4 separate regions of the Mus musculus genome follow, and all the other regions are linked to region 2. The links are chromatin contacts, called in public HiChIP or PLAC-seq and promoter capture Hi-C maps. All regions are on one chromosome and are shown on one strand. Each heading gives the region's core, a stretch centred on a gene start, on an enhancer-like site or on the middle of the called end of the contact. The rest is flanking DNA. Distances are from core to core; before and after follow the strand shown.

What was found. Promoter capture Hi-C pulls out the DNA fragments that hold promoters and counts their contacts. HiChIP or PLAC-seq counts read pairs in DNA pulled down with a chosen protein or histone mark.
Region 1: a contact with region 2 is called in a promoter capture Hi-C map of liver, with 2.8 times the contacts expected there. The contact joins the promoter of Chuk here to the promoter of Nolc1 in region 2. A contact is called at or near these places in 3 of 39 promoter capture datasets (the 3T3-L1 cell line, liver and pre-B cells).
Region 3: a contact with region 2 is called in a promoter capture Hi-C map of liver, with 2.6 times the contacts expected there. The contact joins the promoter of Pdcd11 here to the promoter of Nolc1 in region 2. A contact is called at or near these places in 3 of 39 promoter capture datasets (liver and neutrophils), 1 of 484 Hi-C or Micro-C datasets (embryonic stem cells), 2 of 115 datasets of contacts at active chromatin or transcription factors (double positive thymocytes and thymic regulatory T cells) and 2 of 9 other capture datasets (adipose tissue and liver).
Region 4: a contact with region 2 is called in an H3K27ac HiChIP or PLAC-seq map of extraembryonic endoderm stem cells, with 4 times the contacts expected there. The contact joins the promoter of Slf2 here to the promoter of Nolc1 in region 2. A contact is called at or near these places in 1 of 39 promoter capture datasets (liver) and 1 of 115 datasets of contacts at active chromatin or transcription factors (extraembryonic endoderm stem cells).

The regions. Positions count from the first base shown.
Region 1 is chr19:44,105,932-44,113,337 of GRCm38.p6, forward strand. Chuk (conserved helix-loop-helix ubiquitous kinase) reads right to left here and starts at 1,546. Exons shown (of 21, transcript NM_007700.2): 1 at 1,357-1,546. The coding sequence starts at 1,461. It overlaps Cwf19l1 (CWF19-like 1, cell cycle control (S. pombe)), which reads right to left. Exons shown (of 14, transcript NM_001081077.1): 13 at 7,018-7,115; 14 at 2,706-4,729. The coding sequence ends at 4,585.
Region 2 is chr19:46,072,206-46,079,952 of GRCm38.p6, forward strand. It overlaps Nolc1 (nucleolar and coiled-body phosphoprotein 1), which reads left to right and starts at 3,642. Exons shown (of 13, transcript NM_001039353.2): 1 at 3,642-3,944; 2 at 6,498-6,553; 3 at 6,671-6,816; 4 at 6,926-7,053; 5 at 7,703-7,747. The coding sequence starts at 3,825. Pprc1 (peroxisome proliferative activated receptor, gamma, coactivator-related 1) reads left to right here. Exons shown (of 14, transcript NM_001081214.1): 13 at 1-129; 14 at 344-704. The coding sequence ends at 447. RefSeq lists an enhancer at 3,551-3,622 and cis regulatory regions at 3,564-3,570, 3,593-3,599.
Region 3 is chr19:47,088,525-47,095,504 of GRCm38.p6, forward strand. It overlaps Pdcd11 (programmed cell death 11), which reads left to right and starts at 2,242. Exons shown (of 36, transcript NM_011053.2): 1 at 2,242-2,343; 2 at 4,258-4,376; 3 at 5,227-5,358; 4 at 6,684-6,851. The coding sequence starts at 4,275. It overlaps Atp5md (ATP synthase membrane subunit DAPIT), which reads right to left and starts at 2,123. Exons shown (of 4, transcript NM_023211.5): 1 at 2,049-2,123.
Region 4 is chr19:44,927,497-44,934,196 of GRCm38.p6, forward strand. Slf2 (SMC5-SMC6 complex localization factor 2) reads left to right here and starts at 3,623. Exons shown (of 20, transcript NM_001081225.2): 1 at 3,623-3,954; 2 at 6,616-6,659. The coding sequence starts at 3,815.

The DNA of each region.
Region 1 (7,406 bases), core at 296-2,795, 2.0 Mb before region 2:
GAGCACGATATGAAAGCCACCCAGTCAGGTCTCAAACTCCAAATCCTCCTGCCTCAGAACCCTTGATACTAGGATTACAAGAGGATGCCACCATGCCCACCCCCTCTCTGAAACGGAAAGCTCCTTCAGAGTAGAACATATTATTCTTGTTGATTTGGGTACCATCAGCGCCTGATATAGCAATCAACTAAATCATTTCATGTCCTGTAATTGGCTTACTGTTTTTCTAATTAAAACGTATTCCTCATATATGATGTTCCAGAACACCATTTTTATCTTACTGCTCCTTTTATAAAAGTCCAAGTAATGAGGGTTGCCATAACTTGACAGTGGAGAGCTATCAGCGGAATTACAGTACCTATCTTGTACTTCCTAACGTCTCTGTTACCATCTGACTCAACTCTCAAGCAGGCCCAGAATGTATGTATATTCTTCTAAATATTTTACAGTCAACAAATCCTATACTACAATGATTGGTGTTCAAGATCTATTCCTTACACCCTTCAGGAAAGCAAAACCCTCACTAATAATGCACTGGCTTGTATTGATATGATTTTTTTTTCCGGAGAAAAGATGCGTTTTACTGACTTTTCAAAAGACCCACAACTCAAACATGATTAACTAGGGCTGAGGCTGTAACCCAACGGTAGACCATTTGCCTAGCATGTGCAAGGTCCTGTGTTCCACCCCGAACATTAACAACAACACGTTAAAGTAAGAAAAGTGACTGTTAGTTTGAAAACCTTTTAAGGACAGGAATAACTGCTGTTGTAACGGTTACATGTTCTTCGATAAATCAAAACAAATTTCCTGAGCCTGATCTTAGCTGTCTTCTGCAGAACAAACCCCTCTATTTTCTTTCCTCCGAAGCAAGGATCGATTTCATCATCTTACCCTCACCCTGGTTTTTACCTGAAACGCTCCAATTCCAAAGTCTGTCAATGTTTCCCAAGGGTCAACTCTGGACACACCCGTAAGGTTTCTCGTCTAGTCCAGTCTCCAGTGGATCACACCGCTCGCTCCCGAGGGAGTGTGAGCAGGCACACGGAGACACACACAACACACATACACAAAACACACAACACGCATCGGCACTCGACTTTGTACAGACTCCTCATCACCACACACAGCTGCAACAGCTGCCTGTCACTCACTGCCCGGGGACCTCCGACACACCTGGACCGCGGCCACCCAGGCTCACAAGCGCAGGATGCTCCATCGCTCGCCCTCGCTCACTGCCCCAGCCCCCAGCCCCGTCCAGGGTCGCGACCACCACTCCTCCCACCTTGACTGACAGCTCGGGTCCCAGGGACGCCCAGACAGAGCCCGCGCCACGGCTCCCGCCCCCCGCCTCACCCGGTGCTGGTACAGACTGACGTTCCCGAAACCGCCGGTGCCAAGCCGTTCCCGCATCTCCCAGGGGCCGCCCGCGCCCGGCCGCAGCCCCGGGGGCCGCTCCATGGGGCGGGAGCGCCAGCCGCCTCAGGCAACGCCGCCGGTCTAAGGCCGGTTCCGGGCCGCCGAGGCTTGCGGAGTCCTCCGTCTCGCGAGACTGCGTCACTTCCGCTAGCTTCCGCATGCAGAGTCCCGCCCCGAGCTCCTGGAATCACCCTGGGATTGGTGCTGCCGGAAACTGGGCACCAGCGGCTTGCCCTGGGCAACTTCCAACCTGCGAGGACCATCGTGCGTGCGGTTCCTATTTATTTTATTTTTGTTTGTATAGATATTTTTTAATTAGTTCTTTGAAGGTTTCATACAACGTGTTTTTATTTAAAATAGATCTCTCTCCAAACTCTAAAATCCACATTGTCCCTACCTCATTCACATTTCATCTTTTTGAGAGCCCTGCCCTCTGCCCCTCGAATCCTACCACACTCGCCGGTCGGCACCGGTTAAGGCCACCATAAGTATTAAAGAAAACTGCGCTAACCGCCCTGTTGATTCATTAGCCTTGTAAATCAGAATCTCTCCATAATCCCAAACCAACCAAGGATGTGACTTATTCCAGAGTGAAAACTCTTCTTCGCGACTTCGTGAGTCTCCCTACCGACCTTACTGTTTATCAGCCTTGTTCTCTCCGACTTGAGTTGGAATTGTTTCTGAGGTGCACCACAGGGCTATAAAGACAAGCCTGGAGGAGCTCTCGGTCCAGAGAGGCATACTTCTGAGTGGTGGGCTGCACAGGGAAAGCCAACCCACCTAGCCATTTGAGTGGGTTATCCACTTCATGGACTCTAGGTGTCCTGTTCTGAGACAGGATCTCAATACAGTCCAGCCTGGACTAGAACGTATTTCTCCGTCTTTCCAAGACTGGGATTACAAGCTTGTACCGGGCTGAAGCTAGCGATGCTAATAACTCAAAAGTGTAAGAGTCAGCATAAAATCAAATTCTCAACGTCAGCATGCAATTCGATGTTGTGGGTCACTAATAGTGAGTGGTATTCGATAAACTGGTTTCTATTATTTTCATATCTTTCATGGAATTGGAATATTAAACTTGAAGGTAATAGAAATGAGGCTCTGAGAGAGCATCTTTAGAGCAGAGGAGACGGTCATGTAACAGGATGAAACCTCATTTGCTGTGTATGGTAGAGCCAGGAGTGACAGGTGGGATGCAGTTTCATAATTTGTACTCGAGGGATGCTGAAAACTCCAGCCAAGATAATTCTGTCTAAATTACTCAAACTGGTTTCTACAGTGAGTTTGCTTTTTAAATATTCTATAATTAAAATGCAACTCAAGGTTTATTGCTATAGCCCTGTTTGACTTGGAACTCATTATGTAGACCAGGCTGGCCTTAAAACTCACTGGTCTGCCTGCAGAATGCTAAGATTAAAGACCTGGCCTTTTAATTTTTTTAACTGTAAAATGGTTCCTGTCAGGCTCCACAATCTTCAGGTTTCCAAGACTGTTTTAGTTTTTTTGTTGTTCAGAAACAAAATGGAGGTCAGGAGATTTTTATGAGAACAAAGTGAAACTGTTCGTGGTCTATACAGGAACAATGACCAATTCCTGTCTTCTGGCTTCCAGCTTGCAGCGTCCTCCTGTGCTCACACTGCTGTTTCTCCCTGTGCTGCTCCTTAAATCATAGTCATATTTAAGGTGGAACTGACTGTGTTTGCATAGAATCTCTTGTGCAGTGTATGGCAGAGTCACCTGTCAATAAAAACCCTATGGCCAATGAGCTGAGGCAGGACTAGGAGGTGGGACATCCAGCAGAGAGGGAAAAGGGTGCTGGGGTCAGGGGGAGCAGGGGAGGTATGAATGAAAGAATTCTGGGAAATAGTCAGGGGGGAAAGATTGGCCCTGAAGCTGAAGGAGAGGGAGCCAGCCACTTGGCAGGCCTTAGGATAAACTGGTGATTAAGTTATGAGCCAGCTGGGGAACCAGCCAAAGCTTTTGGCCTCAGAATTTATTCATGAAATATTAAGAAGTCTCAGAGGCCCTACTTTGGGGAACAAAGAGGCCAGGTGGAAAAGCTCTAGGTTATAGCATTTGCCCTTTTTATTTTGTAAGTTCACTCTGGTCCATACCCTGGCTGTTCCCGAAGCCCAATCACCAACCTAGATCTGCATGAGTTTGAGAATTATCTACCTGCACTCTGGACACAGCTGTGAGATAACTCAGGTGTCTTACACACATGAAACATTGAAAATGCACTCAAAGCCCTAGCCCCAATCCTGTTCTGCATGAGTCTTAGAAGAAGCGTCTAATGGCATTCTGGACACGTGTACTGGGTAACTCCGGTATTTTAAACATCTAACACAACACATTCAAATTAAACTCAACTCATGCCCTTAATCTGCCACTTCCTTTTGAAATTAGACTCTAAACTCTGTACCAAGGGCAGCACACTGGGGCACTCACAAGCTATACTCCTGGATCTCAGAGTATGTCCTAGCACAGCAGAGTTAACTATCTAAAAGACAGAATGGACTCTTTCATGTGAGGAAGATGCTGTAGGAAAGCAGTAGCAAAGGCGGGGCTTGGTGCCCTTCCCCTGACCGAAAGGAGCCGGGGATAGAACTCTGATCTCTACCGCACACACAATCTCATTTCAGTGGCCATAAGCAACATAAGACATCTGTCAGCCTTAGAAAAGTGTTCCCTTTTCTATTATTTACAAGATTTGGGGGGGCATTACTTTTACATTTTTGGGGGGTTGAGGGCAAGGATGGAGAGGTGAGATGGGTCTCACGTCATAGCCCAGACTGTCCTGAAACTCACTATGTAGTCCAGAGTAGCCTTGAATTCACAGCAGTCTTCCAGCCATAACCGTTCAGTTTCTGAGAAGAGCGACATGAGCCACCATACCCAATCTGAAAGGTTTAAAAGTTTGTGAGGATGAGGAGAAACAGAGCTGTTCTTAGAAATACATAGCAGATGTTCTCTTAACTTATCATTGCATCTCAGAATGACTTCTTTTTAAAAAGTCAATCAGAGGCCTCCTGCAGCAGGCAGGTCCATGGGAATATATTGAAGAGGCAGGGAGGCAGCTCCCACGAGACGGTAACTCCATTTTAAGAGCAGGTTGGAACAATCTGCTGTTCCAGTCGGTGACCTGAGGTGTGCCCTCCCCTTTGGCTAGTCATCCAGAGTGAAGTCAAAGGGTTCAAAGTCTTTCCGGAAGCGGCGGGCCAGGGCCTCCTCCTCGTCCTTGCTGGTTTGACACTGCCTCCAGTCAGCCTTCTCAGGAATGTTGAGAATAGCTTCGCTGGCCAGGACCTCCCTGCAGAGAGGACAAAGAAGAGAAAATGGGAGTAGTAACTGAAAGCCACCCTTCCGGTGTTCCTCTCCAGCCACCAGCTCTCCTCAGTGTCATCTAAAGAGTGTGTGGACTGCTTACAGCTCACACTGGTCGCCTGCCCTGACTACATCTCTGCCATCCTGCTACTGAAATCACTGCCATATTAAGTGTCCTCTCCCACCCCTTTTATTTCTCCTTTCCTGGAACAACTTGGAACCACCATATTAATACTTAGGGAAGGACACCAGATACAAACTAGAGGACAGCCCCAGGTGTCAGAAAGTCAGAGACAGAGTTCCAGTCCACGCGCTGGTACTTCATGTCTATGACTTGATTCCCTCACTTACAAGACCACCCTCCTTACAGGACGTCGTACAGAAGCTGTATAATCAGAGCACATGCCCAGCTGCGATTCTATCTTGCCTTAAGCTAGAGTTTTCACCCAGTAGACTGAGTTTGCTGAGGGCTTGGTTCAGAATCACACGTTATACCCACGCTGACTTAAAGTTCTTCTACCTGTCCTCCTAGTCCCCTCATTTGTATGAGTAAACGAGAGAAGTTCAATGTGAAGAAAACAACTTATAGAGACACATATACACGCAGCTTCTAAGTTCTCTATTTTTACTTTTATATATTTTTACTTTTAACTTACTTTAATATGTTAGAAACAATCCTATTGGGCTCATTTCAACTTTGAAGGTATAGTTAAGTAGAAAAAAGCAGAAATGAATCACAGTGATCCCCTGAAAGTCAAAGGACCTAGACTCAAACAATGCCCAGCAAACCACGAGCATTGTTTCTTCATATGTAAAATGCAGATACAACCATTTTCCCTATTAAGTATAAAATGTATCAATTGTACATTAGTATTCTGAAAATTTTCAGTGTTGAAACATAAACAACTACCATGATCACAAAAAGATGTGGGCTGTACATGGCTGTGTATACTGGCATTGCTTGCCTATGTCCCCACTGTGCATATCCGCATCTGTTGCTAAGGCAGTAAGATTAAGAAAAGATTGGGGCTGGAGAGATGGCTCAGTGGTTAAGAGCACCGACTGTTCCACCAGAGGTCCAGAGTTCAATTCCCAGGAACCCCATGGTGACTCAGAGCCATCTGTAATGGGATCCGATGCCCTCTTCTGGTGAGTCTGAGGACAGCTACGGTGTACTCACATAATGTACTCGCATACATTAAGAAAAGACAGTGAGAGGAGCAGATGCTTGTTCCCAGCTGCGTTTGGTGGCTGTATCCCACAAGGCGGTCCCTTGAAGGCTCCCACATTAGTGTAGGACAGGCTGGAGGCCATTCACAGCCTGGTGTGAACACTTGAGTGCTCAGAGGACAGCTGCCAATCAGAGATCAGCAGCAGACAACCGCTGTGTGCATTTCTGCTTCCCTCCACATGGGCTCTCAGAATGATGCAGAATAACAAGGTTAAAGACCTCCATCTTGGTGTGCACCACGCTAAGGTTTGAACCTTCAACTGTGAGACCATGGGCCTGCTACTTAACTTACCTTAAGGTACAATATGCAGTAGTGTAGTCACTAGCCAGGTGTGGCTATTTAAATTAAAACTCACTTCCATTATCCCTTTATCTTTTTTTACTCTATGTATTTATTTGTATGTGGGTTCACGAATGCCATAGAACCCGTGGTCAGAGCATGCATGGTTGGGCATCAGTTATCCCCTACCATGTAGATCCTAAAGATCAAACTACATCACTAGGAGTGGCAACAAGCTGTCTCCCTCACGGCCCCTCAGTCTCACTTTGAAGGACCCGACAGCAGTGTAGCTCGGGGCTATTGGATTAGTGCAGCTTTCCAGTGCGTTTCATGTCTGTATGGAGGCCTGCTGGGATGACAGGATATAAACAACACTACTGGAAGGTTGAATGCAGCAATGCCCGGCAAGGTCTTGCCTGTGTCTGACCCAGCACATGCTCAGTGGCCGCCCTGTACTCCACCAGGAGCTCCCGTTGGTGTCTTTCCCTCTGCAGTTTCCCATATATTCACTCTCAGCCTTTCGTGGAGCCTCTCATGTGGCAGAAATGAGCTCTTCCTTCTCTAAGTTTCTAAGTACACTGTTCCTTGTTCATGGTACTTCCAATTCTCCGGCCCAAGGCTGTAGCACTGCTCTGCTCCAAGACTCTAAGCTTCTCGCGGCTGGACCACTCCCTAGTTGGTTTTCATAACCATCCATGTAGCCAGTCACCACATTTATAACACATCAAATGAAATACAATAAATACAGCGAAAACATACAAACCTTCCAAATTGCAAAGGAAAATTCTTTTTAATTCTGTGGAAAAGCTTTTCTCCTGTGTCGAGTTCAACATAAAAATATGCTGCTCCTGGCTGTGCAATCTAAAGTAAGCAGAAATGTATAAGGACAAATAAGAATTTTTAAAAGGTGCAACACACCACAGGCGCTAGTGTTTAAAATGCCAATACATCCCAGTGATACCCATCCTTCTAAGATCCCATCTTAGGAGGTGTCTCCTTGTTTGTTTAATTCATATGTGTTTATATATGTGTACCTGTTCCCATGTGTGAGATTACATGTGCAGGTGTGTCCATGGCCTGTGGTGGCCAGATGATGACACTGGGTGGCTTTTTCAGTTCTTGTCACCTCATGTTTGAGGCAGGGTCTCTCCC
Region 2 (7,747 bases), core at 2,392-4,891:
ACCGTTATGCTGAAGAGGCATTTGCAGCCATTGAGAGTGGCCACAAGTTGCGGCAGGCAGACGAGCAGCCCTTTGATCTCTGCTTTGGGGGCCGAAGGCAGTTCTGCAAGAGGAGTTACTCTGACCTTGGTGAGTGTTGGAGACGGGCTTCTTGACAGCATTTGAGAGGAAAGCTTGCTCTGGGTTTGACATACAGAGAACCCCAGAGTGGGTGAGTGGGAGGGGCCTCCCACGTTCTTCACAAGCAGGGCAGTTTGCCTCCCTCTGCTTCTTGGATGGCCATGGCTCCCATTTGAGAAGTGTGGTAAGAGACCTTAATTTTTGTCCCTTTCTGCTTCTGTAGACTCCAATCGGGAAGACTTTGATCCTGCTCCTGTAAAGAGCAAATTCGATTCACTTGACTTTGATACATTGTTGAAACAGGCCCAGAAGAACCTCAGGAGGTAACCCTGGGCATTCCTCCCCTACCCATTTTCTCTGGAGGTGTCCAGCCTCTTCCAACCCCCTCCCCAACTCTAGGGGAGAGCTGCTAGTGTGGAAAATGACTGTTTTATAAGGAAATGGAGAAAAAAGTTCAATAAAAATGTGTTAAATTGGGATTTTTAAGTGGTATTTGGTTTTTAATAACAGGTGTTGAACAAATTAACTTGAATTTCTATGTAAGGTGGTGGGGGGGGGAACTCTAATAAACATGAACTAGAGGGAACTTCCAGCGTGTCCTTTCTGTGTGCTAATGTCTATCTGGTATTTCTCTGAACACAGTAAGCCGTCACTCAGTTCCTAGGCCCTCTTCTATAGGTGTAAGGTCACATTGACTTGGCCTCTCACATCTGTCACATGTAAAATAAGGCAGGAAAAAACGTCTCGAACTTGAAAGGCATGTGAAGTTTATATTTTGACAAGACTCCTGTATCCTCATTCTGTGTAGCTAAAGGTGACCTTGAGCTTCTACCTCTCCACCACCCAAGTGCTAGGATTCCAAGCACCCACGTTACCACATCTGGTTTATATGATGCTGGGCATTGAACCCAGAACTTAGTGTATGTTAGACAAGCACTCTCCAGCCCCATCCCCAGCCTGTTCTGTATGTGTGTGGGAGGCAGCATATGTGTGTACAGAGGCAGGACGGTTTCTTAGACCCACCTCACGAGTCCTGACCTCTTCACATCTTCACAGCCCTGAAGCTCACTAAACTGGCTTGGCCATTGTGTCCCTAGGAAGCCATTCTCCGCCTGCCACACCTGGCAGTTTGTTGTGGAGGCTCTGGAGAATCAGTCCCTCAGGTCCTTCGTGTTAGACAAAGGTTTTAGGCACTAACACCCCACCCCCCCTTTTTTGTTATTGAAGCACTGGGTGGGGTTTGAGTTTAGAGGCTCAGACATGGGGAAGCAAGAGCTGTATTGTTGAACTAACGCAGCCACCCTTTCTGGGGGAAGGATAATTGTACGTGTACATACCCGTTTGTGCATTGTGTGTGGCGGTAAGAACCATGTCTGGATGCCAGAGATTTGTGTCCAGTATCTCGTTCCCCACTTTTGTGTTTTTTGTTTGAGGCAAGAATCCCTGGCTGGCCTCAAAACTCAAAAGATCCTCCTGCCTTTGCCTTCTGGATGCTGGGATTAAAGGTGTGTGCCACTACACCTCATCTGACGAGTTTATTTGAAACAGGCTCAAATGTTTAGCTGTTGTAGAATTTGCAGTCTAGGCCAGACTGGCCATGTTTCCAAGCCCCCTCCCTTTATTTTTGAACGGAGAAATCTAGCCAGTGAGCTCCAGGGTCATCAGTACCCTGCCAGCCCTAGGACTACGGATGCAAGCCACTGTGCCCTGCTTGTACAGCCGTGTCAAGGATCTGAACTCGGGTGTTTATGCTTGCACGGCTAGCATTTACACCGGCCCTTTCTAAATTCTGTAGAGCTGTGCAGGCTGGACTGGAATCCCGGTTCTCCTGCCTACTCTCTTCAGTGAGAGCTGCTAGGCCTGTGCATGAAGATAATTTTAGGATACAGACTCTTGTGGGGTGAAGGAGGTACAGTTGTTTGTTGGTTTTGCTTTTTTTTGTTTTTCCAGCCAGGGTTTTTCTGTATAGCCCTGGCTGTCCTGGATCTCACTCGTGAGGTCACCTGCTTCTGCTTCCCAAGTGCTGGGATGGATTAAAAGTGTGTGCCATCATGGCCTGGTTACTATGTCAAACTCCTCCCCTTCCACCTCCTTATCTCTCTCTATCCCCCCTCTCCCTCTTATCTTCTCCCTCTCTCAGACATCTGCAATTTTTGCCTCTCAACTCTGGGTTTAAAATCATTAGCCTCCGGGTGTGGTGGCTCATGCCTTTAATCCCAGCTTTCGGGTGGCAGAGGCAGGCGGATTTCTGAGTTCAAGGCCAGCCTGGTCTACAAAGTGAGCTCCAGGACAGCCAGGGCTACAGAGAAATCCTGTCTCGGAAAAACAAAACAAAACAACAACAAAAAAATCATTTGCCACCATACCTATGAGAATAAAAGTTTTCTCAACTGGGGTTAGTGTCTATTAAGTGTCATTAAAGCTCACCAGTTTGGTTTTGATCACCATCTTGGTTTGTGAATTTTTTTTTTTTTTCTTTTTTTCCGAGACAGGGTTTCTCCGTGTAGCCCTGGCTGTCCTGGAAGTCACTTTGTAGACCAGGCTGGCCTCGAACTCAGAAATCCGCCTGCCTCTGCCTCCCGAGTGCTGCGATTAAAGGTGTACGCCACCACCGCCCGGTGGTGTGTGTATTTTAAAAAAAACGATTTTGAGGCCGGGCGTGGTGGCGCAAGCCTTTAATCCCAGCACTCGGGAGGCAGACGGATTTCTAAGTTCGAGGCCAGCCTGGTCTACAAAGTTAGTTCCAGGACAGCCAGGGCTATACGGAGAAACCTTTCTGTCTTGGAAAAAAAAAAAACAAGCCAAAACAAACAAACAAACGATTGTGTATGCATAGAAGCACCTCTGGGAAATAGGATAACGGGTCCTTTTAGAAGGAGCGCCTGTTTTGAGGAAAGTAAAAGAAAGGTATTCACCGGAAGTGCATCTTTATTGCTTCCTGACCTGGACAGTAGCTGATACTGAAGTTTTCCGAATTCACTGTGACTTCTTTCTTTAGGAAGAAAGGATTTTTCTTGATCTTTTCCCTGGGATGGTCCCGTGTTCCTGTTCTCCGAATTGTAGATGGGAAGGATAACTGTCTTGTAACCTAGCTATGACTGACAGACAATGTGGGGTACCAACACCTTGTCACCACAACTTTTAGGATCCTCTGATTTGAGTCTGGGTCTGGGTGGTATCCTGAAGGACTTCACTGGGTGTGAAGGGAGGGAGGAAGCCATTGTCCGTGGGAGTTTGAGCAGTAGGTGACACCTCTAGAAGGGTTGAAAGAGCCTCGAGTTCTCCAGTGCACCCATTATTGTTAGTCCATTCAGTACTGTGAGGTCTCAGTAGCAGCCAGGGCTTGGAAATCTACAGTAGGAAGAAGCCCATTCAGCAAAGGTAATGCGCGGGAATTTGCAAGTTTTCCCGCCTCGGACAGGAGCGTGGCATCTGACGTAGAAGCTCCGCCTCCTTAGTGGGCGGCTCGTGGGCTCCGCCCCCTGCAGGATGATGACGCGTGTGGGACCGGAAGCAACTTCTAGATTTAGTCTGGGTCTCTCCTCCCGGGTGGAGGGTACGCGACCTCGTGTGCGCCACTCTTTTCCGCTGCGCGCCGCGCGCGACTTGATGACGACACTGGACCCGCCCTCGACCCGGGCTGTGCTTTGGTGTTCTTAAGTCGTGCCGCGTGCGCAACGGTAGTGACGCGTTTTACCCGGAGCATGGCGGATACCGGCTTGCGCCGCGTGGTTCCCAGCGACCTTTATCCCCTTGTGCTCAGATTTCTGCGGGATAGCCAACTCTCGGAGGTGGCCAGTAAATTTGCAAAAGCGACCGGCGCTGTGAGTCCTTGGTTTGGTCTGCGGGCCGGGGTGGGACGACTCTCCGAGCTAATCTAGGCCTTGTCGGCTTTAGAAGTTAAGGAGGCGAGGGCTGGGGTCTGTCAGTCCGTTGTCTGCCCAGCTTCTCTGCGGACCTTCCTCAGGCTGGAGGTCTCGGTGTCTCCTTCCACCATGTCTGACTAGCTAGCTCCGAGTATTACGGCTTTTACTTGGTGTGAGTTTTTGCAGCGGTGACAGGCATGGGTCCCTCGTGACCCAGGACATGTGGCGCTAGATCCCTCCGGGAGCATTGGGTTGGCGGTGCGTGGTTCTTCTGTACTTTTTGTTGGACTTACCCTTAATTGCAGTTTTACCTGAGACTCAAAGATTTTAGTAATGAAGGCTTGGATTCTATTTATACACTTGTTTGTTTTTACAAAAGAAGATGAGTGAGTGCAGGGATAAATTGCGAAGTAATGATAGCTAGGACTTCATATTGTATTTACTTATTTTTTTAAAAAGAAAAAAATGAATGAGTGTGGTGATAGGTTGCTTTCAGTATACTCTAGGAGTAGTGAGCGTCCGCCTGTGTTAAGTTGGCACTGAGCTTGGAGCTCCAGGTAGTGATGTTAGGCCAGGCTCTGCGGCTTTCTGCATGTATGATCCCAGCAGCCTTTTGTTTGAGACAAAGTTCATGTAGTCCTTGTGTAGTGGAGGATGGATATGAACTTCTGTACCTCTTGTCACAGCCTCTTCATGCTAAGTGCCTTACTGCCCTGCAGCACACTTTGTATACCATACTGGCCTTGAACTCAGCTCAGTCTCTGTCTACCAAGTGCTGGGATTAAAGGTGTATATCACCATGCTCAGCCCAATTTACAGCTTTTGAGTGAATGAGACTCACTGAGAGAAAAATGCACAAAGTAGTAACTCCATTGTAGGCACACAGGAACATGGGGTGAGTGACAGCTGTTATGTAAGAGCAAAATGTTTACTCTGCACCTTAAGAAAAGCTGTAGCGGGCTGGAGAGACGGCTCAGCAGTTACGACCACTGACTGCTCTTTTAGAGGTCCCGAGTTCAATTCTCAGCAACCAACCACATGGTGGCTCACAACCATCTGTAATGGGATCAGATGCCCATTCTTCTAGTGTGTCTGAAGACAGCAAAGATGAACTCACATAAATAAGGGGGAAAAAAAATGAAAGAAAAGCTGTAGTGTTCGTGGAAACACCTTGAAAGGCTGTAGGCCTTAGATCCTGGGACTCTTGGGTTATAGGCCACCAGATCTTTTGAGATAGGTTACTTCTTTGTAGCAAAATACAAAAAGGTGATTTTTGCCACAAAAGGAAAGATCAGGTCAGTCTCATAATAAGGGAGTTCTTTCAGCCGGGACAGCCTGACATGTGATCTGGTAATACATCCCCCAACCCCCCCCCCCAACTCCATGTGCTCTGAATTGATGGACCATCTAGCCAGTGCTCATTATTACTCTCCTCTTCTTCCCTCCCTCCTATTTTACTTTATTTTTTTGGTTTTTCGAGACAGGGTTTCTCTGTGTAGCCCTGGCTGTCCTGGAACTCAGTAGACCAGTCTGGCCTTGAACTCAGAAATCCGCCTGCCTCTGCCTCTGCCTTCCAAGTGCTGGGATTAAAGGTGTGTGTCACCACTGCTCGGCACCCTCCCTCCCTCCTTAAGGCAGGGTCTCTATGTTCTGGCTGTCCTTGAACTCACTATGTAGACCAAGCTGGCTTAAACTCCGATCTGCTTGCCTCTCCTTTCCATGTGCTAGAGTTAAAGGCGCGTGCCACCGTACCTCGCACCTTTCTGTTTGCTTACAGTTTATTCTGCACATTTGTGTTTTGCCTGCATGTCTGTCTGTGTGAGAGCTGCCATGTGAGTACTGGGAGTTGAACCTGGGTCTTCTGAAGGAGCAGACAGTGCTCTTAACCACTGAGCCACCTATCTAGCCCTGCCTTTCTGCCTTTAAAAGTCATTTAATTAGAAAAAAAAAAGTTAATAGTTAGAAATTATGAGGCCAGAGATGTCAGAAGCTCTGTATGTGGAGTTAACAGGTACTGTTGCGTCTCCTGTTCTGGGTGCTGGTAATGAACTCAGGTCCTCTGGGAGAGTAACATGCTCTCTCAGCGACTTAGCCATCTCTCCAGCCCTCAGCTAACGCTCTGTTATCAATTGGTACAACATTTCTAAGACTTTAAAAGATATGGAAAGGCACAGGGATATACCATAAAGTTTTCACGCTCAAAGTTAGGTGATATGTAAGCGTAATATTTTCCTCCTGAGTTATACAAGTAGGAAAAGTCTTAAGATGTAACATCCATTTTGAGTTAAGTAGGGAGATAGCATAACTTTTGAGACAAGGTCTCTTTACATAACCCTGGCTGTCTGGAACTCTGTATGTAGTCCAGGTGGGCCTTGAACTCACTGATCTGCCAGCCTCTTTCTTTGAAGTGCTGGGACCATGCCTGGCTGACAGATTACATTTGATCAAGGAGTAACAGAATCTGACCCAGAGGAGCATACTGCTTCCTTAGCCACGCCTCCTTTCTTACAGACACAGCAGGACGCCAATGCCTCGTCCCTCTTGGACATCTATAGCTTCTGGCTCAAGTAAGCTTTCCTGGTGCACTTGGGCTGTGTTCTCCCCTAGGTGGGTTGGGCTGGGCTGTGTTCCTTAGTTTGAGAAGGTCCTGATCCCTCAGAGGTCAGCCTTCTCTGCATCAGCAGGTCCACCAAAGCCCCAAAGGTGAAGTTACAGTCAAATGGACCAGTGACCAAGAAGGCTAAGAAAGAGACTTCATCCAGTGACAGCAGTGAGGACAGCAGTGAGGACGAGGACAAAAAAGCCCAGGGACTTCCCACACAGAAGGCTGGTAAGGCTTGTGAGGGGCGGGGGGCGGGGGGGGGGGAGGGCTCCAAAGAGACTGCCTGGCACCTGCCTGAGGGCGACTTCTCATGGGTACCTGCACTACTTCTACTCAGCCGCACAGGTCAAGCGAGCCAGTGTGCCTCAGCATGCTGGAAAGGCAGCAGCCAAAGCTTCAGAGAGCAGCAGTAGTGAAGAATCCAGTGAGGAAGAGGAAGAGGACAAAAAGAAAAAGCCTGTCCAGGTTTGTAGCCTCGGTTGTAAGGATGGCCTCAGAGGAGTAGTGGAGAAATGAAACAGGGTCGGGCGGGCGGTGGGGGCTGCTCCGCATTGCATGAATTCTGGGATGTGGAAGGGGAGGCTGAAGTTGAGGTCTCGAATGATGTGATCCAAGTGTAGACAGGATTCTCCTCTACCCAGGGACTTTGTGTTCTTTCAGGATACTGTGTAGGGCCCCAACAATACAAGTGTTTTGCTGGGAGCTGTTGACAAGATGATGTCAGGAACTGTTTTATCAAGCAGTTGGACTCTGTCTCAATATTCATATGTTGTATCTTTGAGTTTTTCTTGCCCTTTCAGTGGACTCCTAAAAGGATAAAGCTTCCAGGCCAGCCTGATCTACAGAGCAAGTTCTAGGACAGCCCAGGCTGTCTCAAAAAGGACTGTCTCAAAAAGGAAAAATAAATAAATAAATAAAAGCATTTTATTGTCTTTTGAGCACTCAGCTCTTGCTCATTGTCCTTATGTGTGTTTTGTTTGAGACAGAGTTACTCTGTGCAGCACTGGCTGCCCTGGAACTTTTGTGTTGAGCAGGCTGGCCTTAGACTCAGTTCTTTTCCTCCCACATGCTGGGATTACAGGTGTTTGCCACCATCTTTGTTCTCTTGTTTTAGCAGAAGGCAGCTAAGCCCCAAGCCAAGGCAGTCAGACCTCCTGCG
Region 3 (6,980 bases), core at 992-3,491, 1.0 Mb after region 2:
CACCCTTCTATTAACTATTCAAAGGTTTCAGATGCATTCATGCAACAAAATTTGAGACCTTAATTTTGAATACTTTCATAATGGTTACTGGAACAATGAAGAAAATCTAAATTTCCCTGGGTCTCTTTCACAGATCTTGGCCAATCTAGCCAAAGCAGGAAAATCACTATTAACAACCAAACCCTTCATAGTTCCAGCTCCCCTTCACTACACTCCCAAAGCATTCTTCTCCATTTACTTCATGATACATTCTTTAAAGTTATGAAGTAGGTTCTCATGAGAAACCCTCCGGAAAACTAAGACTCCTTGTCGTTGCCAGCTCATCAACCTTCTCAACTCTTTAAGTGATTGATACCTTTCACCGTTAGGAGGAGATTTGGTCATAATTGGTTAATATTGAGATGCTTAAATTTCATTCTATAGAATACTGCAAGAAGGATGATGTATTCCAAAGACAACTCATTCTGACTGCAGAACAAAGGGAAGGTACGGGAACTGGGGTTTTAAAGGAAGCTTAGATTTCCATCTAAGTGGTGTCGATGGTGATGTCTTTGCCGTCACTGTCATGGAGAGACAGGATTAATTCACTCTGTAGACCTAAGCTGGCCTTGCGTTCTGGGAGTAAATGTGTGTGGCACCACCACATGGCAAGCAAAGGTGATATTAAGGCTTAAAGCACCTTCCAACAAACTGCATATTGTTTTAGGACAATGACCTTTTTTAACAGTTAATATTGTTAACAATGCCCTGTATGGAATTTTTATTTTATTTTATTTATCTCAGTCTGTAGCCCCAGATGCCTGTACTCACTACATAGATTAGGCTGGCCTTGAAATTACAGAGATCTGCCCAACAGTGTTGGGACTAGAGGGACAAGCCATTCACACCTGGCAATAGGAACAAATAAAACTAAAATGTCCTGTCCTTGCAGTCATGTGCAAGCTTAGAGCCATTTGGTAGTGGAAAAAAATCACCAAAGACTAATAATTGTGAGCCTGTGAGTTAGTATTTTTTAAAAAAATGTACTACTGTTGAACAGCAGCCTGCTACAAAGTCTAAGCTGACAGGTTTTGCTTCTGTTTCTAAATAATCCAATAACTACTATTAAATACCACCAGCCTTTCCATGTGAAATGGGCATTTCATTAAAGTCTTGGGGTGAGCAGCTGCCCTTGCTTTGTAACAGGCTCCTGGATACAGCTATTCCCGTCTTATGGGCACCTATCTGGAGTAGTGCCATCACCAGGTATAAGGAAGATGAAAGTCAAAGGACCACAAGCAGCAAACAGCCTCTGTGGAAACCCTTGCACTGATCAAACACGGCAGTGACTCTCAACCTTCCTAATGCTGCGACCTTCCTTCTGTTGTGGTGAAACCTCTCTTCCCCCTCCCCCAATAAAATTATTCCGTTGCTCCTTCACAGCTGTAATTTTGCTACGGCTAGGAGTCTCGTAATGTAAATAAATATTTTTGGAGATAGAGGCTTGTCAAAGCGATCATGATCCACAGGTTCAGAACCGCTGGGATACAAAATCTAATCCGTTTTTAGAGCCCAGGCCTGGAGAACCGCAGGGCCATTCCACGTTTACTCTGGTTTTGACAAAGGCCACGGCGCAGGTAAAGGAGACCTGGTTTCCCGATCGCAGCTCGGAGGAAACAAATCGCTATGGCCATAGAGGCCAAGACACACGAACTCTGCCAGAGATGGGGTCAAAATCCAGAGTCCTCTCTCAACATCCACTGGATGGATGACCTTGGGGAGCTCCCCTCTCGACCGGCCTCACTCCCAATCCACACTGGGAAGTGGGGCATAAGGCTCTCCGCTAACCGTGCGAGCCCTGGGGCGCTCGTCACTCGCGGTGCTGAGGCTTCCTAGATCCGCCATGGGGCCCTGACCCTCATTTTCTCCAGCGCCTTTCCCATTCCCCAGCGTCTCCCCGCAAAAAGAAAACCTCGCGCTGTTCCGGGGCTGGAAAAACGGCCAGACTCTAGTCGGCCCTACAAAGCTCAATCACCGGACCGAGCAGCCAAGAGCGCTTTCTCACCCACCTTCGTCCGAACCCCAAACTCGGCGGCCGATGTCCTTCAACAAACCTAGCGACGAGCTCGGCCCGACCGGAAGACGCCCCCTCCCCGCACGCGACCGACAGGCCGCGACGACTCGGCCCTCGGCGTGGATTGGCTATAAACGCCAAGTCCCGCCCTTCTACTTCCCGTTTCAGCCGGCGTCAGACCCGACGTCAGAACGGAAGTAGCCCTGGTCTTACCTACGCTCGTGGACGAGTCGCGTGGAGCTGTCGGCTCCCTGTTCTGCGCGTGCGATTGCGTTGAGACGCTCCGTGAGGTATGCGGCGGTGGGAGCCTTGGGGCTGATGACACGGGAGCTTCGGCGTGGAGGGAGGAGACTTCATGCCTGTCACCTCGGCTTCCTGGCCTGGGTCTCCGGGTTTCGTGCTAAGCACAGTTGGCTTGGGATGGGAGGTCTTATTCCCTCAATCCCCTCGGAGCTAGCAGTTCATGCAAGCCATGCTGTCCTCTGCAGGTACCTTAAGTGCCTTCTCTACGTGATCGCCAGACTGTTTGGTGCCTCGGTCTCATCGGGTCTATAATGGGAACTATAGAGTCCCAGCGAAGTAGACCTTGTGAGCTATACTGTTTCTACGAAGCATGCACCCATAACAGAACAAACCTTACATTTTTCGTTCGTCGTCCCTTTCACAGTCTCACTCGGCTACTAAAGTTTTCTTCCTAGGTATCCCAGAACCAACCAGGCTGCCCTGCGTCTTCATTTATACCTCGTCTTGGTTCTCATGGTTTCCCTGATGTGCATCGTTTAAATCCTTACACTGGCTTTCACTTCTGTCCAATCTGTAGACTGAGGAATATTCTCCATTATTTTGTCACGTTCCCCATGGCTCTGAAGTACCAAGTAAACGCAAACTATTAATTTTTTAAGTATCTTTCACCAAAGAGCCAAATTATTTTCTAAAATATAAGTTGTTACCATGCTTTATTTTCCCTGTAGCTTAATTGAATAATTCAGCTTTTTAGAAAGCCTTTGAAGAGTTGTTTGACAGGCAACTGGTTGGTGTATTTTGAGAAATAAACTTTTTCTTTCTTTCTTTCTTTCTTTTTTTTTTTTTTTTTTTGAGACATAGTTTCTCTGTATAGCTCTGGCTGTCCTGGAACTCACTTTGTAGACCAGGCTGGCCTCGAACTCAGAAATCCGCCTGCCTCTGCCTCCCAAAGTGCTGGGATTAAAGGCATGTGTCATCACGCCTGGCAAACTTTTTCTTGTTTCTCTGTTGTTGTTGTTGTTGTTGTTGTTTTTAGCATTGTCTACCATCATATTTCTATTTACTATTATTATAGTTATTTTTGAGACAGGGTCTCATTATGGAGTCCTGTCTTGTCTGAAACTCACAGAGATAGGCCTTCCTCTGCCTCCCAAGTGCTGGAGTTAAAGGCATGGACCACCAGACCCGGTTCTTTATTTATTTAATGTACAGCTCAAAAGCATCATTCTTATGAAGTGTTCATCTTTACAGAATCCTGCCACTTCTCTTTTGTTTATGCATTATAATCTGACTTGTATCTTAAATTACTTTTTTCCCCCCTGAGACAGGGTTTCTCTGTATAGCCCTGGCTGTCCTGGAACTCACTCTGTAGACCAGGCTGGCCTTGAACTCAAAATCCGCCTGCCTCTGCCTCCCAAGTGCTGGGATTAAAGGCGTGCGCCACCACTGCCCGGCTTACCTTAATTTACCTACATTTTGTTTTCTAAATAATGTATGTTTGGCGGTATGGAATTATATATATATACACACACCTCACATAATTACAATGATTAACACTAAATGAACATTTGCTACATAGAATGCATTTCCTGGAAGATCGTGCACAGTGTATAGTTTGTGGTTTTGAGGTAGACAATATTGGAAAGATGAAAAAAATGGGAGCCTGACATGCCTTTTTTTTTTTTTTTTTTTTTTTTGGTGTTTCGAGACAGGGTTTCTCTCTAATGCATCCCTAGCTGTCTTGGAACTTACTCTATAGACCAGGCTGGCCTCGAACTCAGACCTTTTGGCCTGTCACCGTAGTGCTGGGATTAAAGGTGTGTACCACCACACAGCAGCATATGGACTATTTAATCATACTCTTGGATCTTGTTCATTGCTAGAAGGTTCTCTTGCCTGCTGATCATGTGCTCTATGAAGCCAGCCATCAGTGCTAGAGCTCACCATTGTCTTCCCATCAGCTGCAGAAGACCCCAACATGGCAAACCTGGAGGAAAGCTTCCCCCGAGGGGGGACACGGAAACTCCACAAATCAGAGAAGTCTTCCCAGCAGGTGGTTGAACAAGACAACTTATTTGATGTAAGTGGTGTGCTGTTTGGCATCTTTGGGAAGACTGAGCCTCATTGGCACCAGTTATTTTCCAGTTTGTTTCTCTTTGACTTCACTTCTAGAAATTGAACTTGTTAAAGAGGCTCTACCACCTCAGGCTTCTTTTGACGCGCACGGCGTTAAGTATTTGACGTTGAAGTGCTATTGTAATTTGTCCTTAGGGAGTCTGTGCCACTTGAAAAGGATGGGAAAAAAGGGTACTGGATAGTGAATTTTGCTTTGTTGTTGGTGCTGGGGATTGAAGTTGGGCAAGTACTTTATTCCTGAGCTCTGTTGCTGCAGTCCTAGTAAAGAGTCTGCGTTGAAATACATTCTCAGATCAGATTGCTTTCTAGGTGCTAGAGAGACAGAAACTGCCACCTGAGTGGGTGGCCTTAGTTTTACAGAATCTCTCCATGTGTATTTTAGAGTAGAAGTCACGACTTGATGCGGAGGAACTAAGGTTCAGGGAAGTAACAGATTTAGTTAAAACCACCAGGCTTGTTGTGGAAAAGCTTTGGCATTTGACATGAGCGTCTGTGTACCTATGTACACCTATGGCTTCCCAACTGGGGAACCCTGGTGTCCACCCTGCTCAACAAACAAGGACATAAGACATAAGAGGCGTTGGGAAGATGAAGGAGGCTCCTCAGATCATGGGCAGAGGGAACATTGGTGCCTGGATGCTAGGCTTGGGAGTGCAGCAGACATGAAAAGAACGGGGAGTGGCTTGGGAGAGTTTAGGATAACAGGAAAAGATAAGGACCCTATATGTGTGGGAATGGCTAAGGTTTCGGCTTCTCATGCTTTTGCATCTTTATGACTCTTTTTCTCCCTTTAGGTTTCCACAGAAGAAGGTCCCATTAAAAGGAAAAAGAGCCAGAAAGGGCCAGCAAAAACAAAAAAATTGAAAATTGAAAAGAGAAAATCCATCAAATCTATAAAAGAGAAGTTTGAAATTCTTAGTCTTGAGGTTCGTTAACATTTGCTTTCTCTTAACATATTCCTTAAGTTTGTGTGTGTTCTTCCCTCTTTTCTTCCTGCTTTGCCAGTATACACACACACAATTACATGGTTTTTGTGTATGTCTGTGGAGATTCGTGCAAATACTGAGAAATGAGCTTTGTTTCCTTTGATTGCTTACCAATGCCAATGCCTGGTGTCTTTTTTTCTGTTTGGGTTTTTTTGAGGTAAGATCCTAGGCTCTCTATGTAGTGAAGGCCCTCCACTTTCAAAGTATAGGGGTTACAGGCGTGTGCTGCTGTGTGTAGCCATCCTGGCTCTTTCCCCCCCCTACTCCAACCCTCTGTCTGCCCAAGTTTGAGCCTCAGCTTCACATAAACCGGAAGTGGTAGTGCGTGCCCGCAGTCCACTTAGGAGCTGGCCTTAGCAGGGTCAGAAGCTTAAGGTCTCCCATGAGTGCCAGCCTAGTCTGAGATACATAAGACTGTCGCAGTAAACAAAGCGGATCATGGGAATGCTTGAAGATGTGTGTGGTTTTGCTTGTGTTTTAGTAGAAATTAGGACTGACAGTAACTTTAGCAGTAATTCTAATCCTACTCATTTATTTATTTTTTGATTGTTTTTGGAGATAGGGTCTTACTTAGTATGTAGCCCTTGGCTAGTCTGGAATTCACTGTGTAGACCAGACTGGCCTTGAACTAAAAGATCTTCCTGTTTCTGCCTCTTGAGTACTGGTATTAAAGGTATGCCCACCATACCTGGCTTCTACTCATTCATTTTGTAGATATGAAATGATCTCAGATAACTGGTGTGGTTTTTATGATTCTTAAATTTTTATATTTGTTATCGCCCCTAACCCCAGCATATGTCCATTTTAAAATGGGAAAATAGCCAAATTATTCTGACAATAAAGATTGATTTGCCTGCAGAAGTATTTTCTCTTCTAATATGATATTTTTAATAATTTGTTTGACTTGGTGGCACATTAGAAAACTGGAGATTTCATGTACAAACGTGAGATCAAAGTACTGACAACAGAAAGCCCATTTGCCACTTGGTTGCGATCTCAGGGAGCTGTGTGGTCCAGGTGTTTAAATGAGGGTTGCTAGGATACAGTGGGCTAGACCTTCTCAAGCAGCCCAGCCTCTCATGCTGTTTCTCATCAAGATCTTTGATGGCATCTGCTAGGTGGCTTAAATGCCTGGATGGGAGGGAGATGGGATAGGTACATGTGCATAAGGGTTCCTTTCCTTTATAAAATCCCTTTACCATCCGTGTTGGGACCAGGAAGCCAGAGCCCTCTCTCTACCTTGCTGTGTATGTTCTCCTTCCTAGTCCCTATGTGAGGGGATGCGGATTTTGGGCTGTGTGAAGGAGGTGAGTGAGCTGGAGCTGGTGGTCAGCCTTCCCAACGGCCTCCAAGGGTTTGTGCAAGTGACCGAAGTCTGTGACGCCTACACTCAGAAGCTGAATGAGCAGGTGGCACAAGAAGAACCTCTGGAGGTGAGGGCTGTCGGGATGCAGCTAGCACTGGGGTTAGAGTAGACCCAAATGGATGTAGACTCGACACTTTGCCAGATGCTAAGAACGGAAAATACGTGTGCCTGAGGACATTGCTTTTTCAGTCTTTCC
Region 4 (6,700 bases), core at 2,373-4,872, 1.1 Mb before region 2:
AGTACCCTCTGAGAGTCTTGGAGTTAATTTCGAAGTATAGCAATCTCAACACAAAAACATGCCTTTCTTGTAAAAGCCAGAAGTTGTGTCCCAGGTTTTCAGCTTTTTAGCAAGTCTTTGTTATGTCCCAATAGTCTCTAGTCTCTTAATGCCTGAGTCTGAGGTACTATGAGAGATCTTGCCCTGTTGGAGGTCTCAGGCATCCTCTCAGGACTCCCACCCTGAGCCTGCCTGTCCTAAGGAGTTGTTCCATTGTTCACGCAACAGTGTTGCCCTTGGTATCTCTCCCGTTCATTCCCTCTCATCAATATCAGAGCCTGCTGGCTTCCTGTAATGCAGGTACAGTGGGCTGAATTGTAGCTCAAAATACTTTCTGTACAGAAGAAGCCCCTGGGTGGGCGGGGCTAGCGATTTGGTTCAGAGTACTAGCTGCTCTTTCAGAGTTCAATTCCCAGAACCCACAAGGTAGCTCACAACTGTCGCTAACTCCAGTTCTAGGGGATCCAGTGCTGCCTTCTTGCCTCTATAAGCACCAGCCTTGCAAGTGAACGCACAGACAGAATACCCACACATATAAAGTAAGTAATTTTTAAAAAGCCACTCCAGGTCCCAGGACTTGGCTTCCTTTCCGTTGCTCAGAAATCTCACCAAAGCAGCCTTTTACAGACAAGTCTTCCTTTCCCCAGCTTCTTCTTCCAGCGCTGCCTGGGGATTTGCTTTCGCTCTCTCACCTAGACTCCAGGACACTGTTTATCATCATGTCCCCTAGCAGTACCTCGGCTTTTCTCTCCTGTCTTCTCACCCCATGAGAGTGCACAGGAGCTCTTCTGGCAGCTTTTACGGTTTCCTGGCCACCTATTTCCAGTCCGATAAGAAGTAAAGGAGGAAGAAAGCCAAAACTGACAAGCTCCCACGAAGCCAGGAATAGCTTAGGAGCATGTGCTTGCCTCACATGCATGCATGAGACCCAGAATTCCAGCCCCAGTGCCTCAAAGAGATACTGACTATAGGTTAGAGTATAAGTGTTTGTGCGTAGTGTATACGTACACACTTAAAGTGAAAACCTGAGTCTAAACACAAAGCAGGGGTTCAACTCTCTTTGAAGGAAAGGGGAGTCTGAGGCTCCAGCCATCTCTATGTTCAGTGCAGCTCAGCCGGCAACTCAAATCTATATGTTCTCCCCGTGCAGCTCAAACAAAGAGAAGCCTTGATGGATATTGAGGATTTGGGCAACTACCTCCCAGTTAAGAAGAGATTTTTTTTTTTTTAAATCGTGCTTTCATTATGACTCCATCTCCGTTTATTGATCAAGGGATTTCTTGCCTCACTTAACTCTGTAATCTGCTGATCAGATTAAGAAAATGTGAAAACTATTGTTTGGCAGCAGGAGCAGAGACCTAAAAGTGACACTTGAGAGGCGGGAGACTCAGATACTATAATTCAAGAAGAGTGACTAATTGATCATGCAGACCATGTTCTTATGCTTTCTTTATTCTTTTTATGCGCTGAGTGTGGAATGGAACAAATCAGATTAAAAGTTTTGTGGCTAGGACTGTTTGGGAGTTCCTAGTGTAGAAATAGCCAGCACAAAGTCATCGAAGGGCCAGGAAATAATCTGCACTAAAAGGCATAAACATATTCAACATAGTTTTGTCACTTACTGTGTTCTTTTCAAATGTAAGGACTAAAAGCAGTGTAGTGAATTCTCAGTTGCAAGCTGCCCTGGGTTTGAGTGTTTCTTCTCTCACATTGTTACTACCTGGTATACAGCTGCGAGTTCTGGAGAGACCCGTGGTTCCTCTTTACCTCCTACCTGCCAGCCTATTGGTCACTTTATTCTCGTTAATTCTTCCTCTTGAGGGATACCAGGAAAGAGAAAAGGGGTGAATTTCAGGTCAGTCTAGTGTGCTTAGCAACAGAAGCAATTCAATCTCAGTACAATAAATTTGGAAGACCTGTTCAATTTTTTTGTGTGTGTCATTTAGGAATTTGCTCCAGCCAAGTGAGGGAACATTCCTCTCAGTTAGAGCCTGGACATTTTTGAGATTGATAGGATTTGTTTTCTTTTCTTTTTTTTTTTTTTTAGTTCCTTTGAGACAGGATCTTGCTACATAGTCAAGGCTGGACTCAATGTCTATTTCTTTCTCTCTTTAAAAAGATATCTTTTATTGCATTCATTTCGTGTGTGTATACGCTGACAGACGTCATAGGATAGCTCACCGCACTGAATCAGTTCTCTCCTTCTGCCATGTGGTCCTGGGTCATGAAAGCAAGTTCCTTTATACCATGAACTATCAGCACAGCCGCGGCCTTCTCTCTTGACCCTCCACCTCCGTCTCCCAAGTACTAGGATTACAATAGGATTACAAGCCTTCCCTAAAAAAAAAAAAAAAACTGGCCGGGTACTGCAGGAAATCTGAAGCCCAAAGGAAAGAGAATCTTGTATTTGTACCAATTACACGAGAGAATCTAAACCTGTTTACATTGCTGGGTTTTATTACTTAAAATTACCCAGAGAAGATGGGCAGTGGTGGCCCACGCCTTTAATCCCAGCATTTGGGAGGCAGAGACCGGCCATTTTTCTGAGTTCAAGGCCAGCCTGGTCTACAGTCAGTTCCAGGACAGCCAGGGCTATACAGAGAAACCCTGTGTGTGTGGGGGGGGGGGGGGGAAGTGGGGGGGACAAGGGAAATTACCCAGAGAAGTGAGTAACTATACCCATTCTATACACATGGGAAGTGAAGTTTTAAATTACTCTGACCAGTTCCTCGGTCTGCAAAAAAACCCAGCTGGAGAGATAGCTCAGTGGTTAAGAGTACTAGTTGCTACTTCCAGAGGTCCTGAGTTCAATTCCACCAACCCTAAGGTGGCTCACAACCTCATGCTCTATTGTCATTCAGGCATACATGCAAATTGAGCACCATATACATAAATAAAAACTTAAAGAAATCCAACCTAACAGCCTCTTCAAAGCACAAGTCCTTTACTGATAAGGAAAAGAAGTCTATGTGCTGCGACTTCATGGGGAAACCCATTAGAGACAAAACGCTTTGACAGAATAAAAATGTCTAATTCAATGACTGAGTGCTCCCCCGCCCCCTCCCTTACAAAACAAAACAAAACAAAACAAAAAAACGGAACAACTATATCACAGTATAGAAGATCCCTCACAGAACGGTCAAATCACATTATAAGAGAAGGAACAGAAAGGAAATGGTGACAGCATTTTGGCCTAAGATGCCAAAGTGACTATGAAATATTAGGGCAGCTGTAGCACAATCGTCACAAATGTTGGCCATCTTCACTACAGACAGCTGCAGGCTCGGTTTTACTTCTGCAAATCTCACCCCTAGCCCTCGATCAGGCGGCTGTCGCCAGCTGTCGTAACACCCGCCACTGCCTCTTCTTTCCCACTCCCACGCACCGGCCAAGGCCGCCGCGGCCCCGACGAGGAGGCGCGCGCCCCAGGCGCACGTGACGGGCCCGGGGAGGGCAGTTTTCAATCTCCCCTCCCCCTTCCAAAAAACCCGCCCTCTCCCGGCAGGCGGAGGCTTTCTATTGCGCTACCACCAGAGTGACCCTCAGGTCAGCCAATCGCGACGCGGCACCTCAAGAAAGGCCCGCCCCCTGATGGTCCTCAGGTTCCTTCCCGCTCACACCGGAGTCACTTCCGAAGAGAGAACCGCCATGAAGAGAGTAGGGGGTGCCGCCCACCTCTGCACCGACAGCCTCCCCGAGTCCCAGCAGCAAGACGGCAACCACGCACCCAGCTTCTCCAGCCACAGCTCATGCCGCCGTCGCCAGCGGCGCCGACATGACAAGGCGCTGCATGCCCGCTAGGCCAGGTTTCCCCTCATCCCCAGCCCCGGGGTCGTCGCCCCCGCGCTGCCATCTGAGACCCGGTAGTACCGCCCCTGCTGCAGCGGGAAAAAGAACAGAGAGTCCTGGGGACAGGTACAGTGCAGAGGGCTTGAGAAGGGGCCGGGTCGCGGGGGCACGGGTATAGGGGAGGACTACGGACGGCTGCTCTTCAGTTCCCGCCATCCTCAGCGAGCTCAGGCCTTGATGTTCTGGGGCCTGCAAGCCCTCGCCCCGCCTCCGCGCGGGGGCTTCTGGGAGTTGAAGTCTCCTTTTCTGTAGTTGAGGTGTTGCTTTTGGTCTAGTGACCACCAGCCTAGATGGCTGCGGAGAGCCCGCTTTAGGTAGAAGGTTGTTTTTCTCCTTTTCGAGCGCTTGCCCTGGGGCCCTCCCTTCTCGAAGCCTCTATTTAGATCGTTCTGATCCTGGTGGTTTCTTGAGTTTAATTATGTAAGATGTGATAAGGAAAACCCACGAATTACTTAATAGTACAGTGTACACGACCATTCATACTAAAAACATTTTTGGAATGCGCCTGTTTTCTCTTTGAGTGACTTTCTCCCTCACCAACAGACCTTTCTTTTTCTATTTCCTTTTTCTTCCTTTCTTTTTTTATATGGTAAGGATTTTCTGGGAGCTATGTAATGATGGAGAATTTCATCATATGACATCCTCTGACAATAAAACATTCAAATTATCTACGAACTTGGTACTGTCTTTTTTTTTTTTTTTTTAAGAATTGGTAACAGACGTTTTAAGTTTATGCTTTAATATTGTAGCACAGATTCACAATCCTTTATCTTAATTCTGAAGGACAGAAGGCTGTGAAAAACAACTATTTTCATTGCTTCCTACCACAGCCGCCTTGGCAGCCAAGCCAGGTTGATCAGAGCTAATATAAGGTTTGTGGGTGGTACTGAGTGTGAGTGTTGATAAGCTTTGCTGGAGAAATAGTAATATTTTGGCTACAGGTTGCAGCGCCAGATCCTGCTGGGGGCTGCACATAATACATTCAAGTTATTTCCCCTCCAAAATCCAATAAATTGAGAATTCTAACACGTTTGGTTCCAGCACTTTCAGATTAAAGGCTTGTAAAACTGTCATAATTTTTTTTAACCAGTTATACATAAGTAATGGATATTTCTGTGTGCTTGAACTTAGGAAACAATTATTTTACCTCTACAGAGTTCGTTTATAGTTTCATGGTTTACCAAAAGTCATTTTTCCATTCAGGTGTATTGGAGAGTAGTATTAGATTTAATACTTTAGGGGAAGGGTATGATGTTAATTTTTAGTAAAAATATAAGTATATCTTGGTTTTAATTTGCTGCTTCTGGGTTCTTTTGCACCTCTCCACTGCCAGAAATAGGCACATCATGTGTCTTCACTAGTATTTCTTCCTTTACTCAGTGGTAGAGTTAATTTACCTAATGTAATTGACTTTCTGTAAACAAATGCATGTATTCTCCCATAACCTGTCACTCATCATTTAGGTTCTCTCAACATACTGGTGGAGTCTAGGTAAACCAGGAAAGATGGTCACTGCTCTTCTAATGCTACCAGTAAAATGTACACTAGAGAAGGAGATCAGCCTTGGGTTTGGATTGCTCAGGCTGCCGTCTTGAGTACTGGCTCAGTGGAGGAATGTTCAGGGATACTGCTTGTTGGCTCTCTTTCAAACATGCATGAACAGATCAGAGTATAGGTTCAGGAAATAATTGTATGCCCATGTTAGTGTGTAGTAACCCGTACATATTATTAAAGCTGTTTGATTTTTTTTTTTACTTGTTAACTGTCCAATTTCCTTTTTATTTTACTTAGGTAGTATGATGCTTTTGTAAAAGTATCTTAAGTTTTGTTTTGTTTTAAGTATTTTACTTATTTTTTATGTGAATGAGTGGTTTTGGCTGCATGTATATTTGCACCATGTGTGTGCCTGGTGCTAGGAGACCAGAAGATGGCATCACATACCCCTGGAACTGGAGTTAGTCATTTGTGAATAGCCATCTGGGTGTGGGGAGCCCTGGCTTCTTTGCAAGAGCAACACATGTTCTTAACCACTGAGCCATCTCTTCGCCCCTTGAATCTTTGCTTTTTTGTTCTGTTTTATTTTGTTTTGTTTGATTTGCTTTTCAAGAAAAGGTCTCATTGTGTAGCCCTTACCAGGCCTAGAATTCACTCCATAGACCAGACTGGTCTCACATTTACATAGATACATCTGCCTTGTCTCCTGAGTACTGGAATTAAAAGGTGTGTGCTACTGCTCCTGGCTAATCTTAAGGAATCTTAGATCTTTAAGAAGAAAGTTTGAAACACAAGTTGTGGCTCATCCTAGCTTTTGCTGTTAGTTTAGGATCTTATAAAACATAAGAGATCAGTGTAAGAGTCACGGCTGATCCTCTCTACCTTTGCCTTGCATGTTCCTTTTCAGATCAACCCAATTGTTCTCTTTCCCATCTGCTGTTCTGCTCATGTTGCAAGTCTCTGTTAGACAGGTCTGTGATCTCTAGTATTTATCAGGTTTCTGTTTAAGTCTCAATTGTGTTTATAAACTTAGCAAAAAAATGGCTATATATTTTTTTAAATTTTCCCTTGTGGCTTAGCAAACTATGATTGACATTTTCAGTACTTGATTAGTTAAATAAGAAAGTGGAATTCAGCCCGTATTATATATCTAACACTCACGACTTGATCTAAAGTATTGAGGTTTGAATATTTGGTGTTGTGATGTCATATTAGCTGTGCTTTTATTTTCAGGAAACAGTCAATCATAGATTTCTTCAAGCCAGCTGCAAAACAAGGTATGCATGGTAATGTATTTTTGATGGGTTGTCTTAGAGAG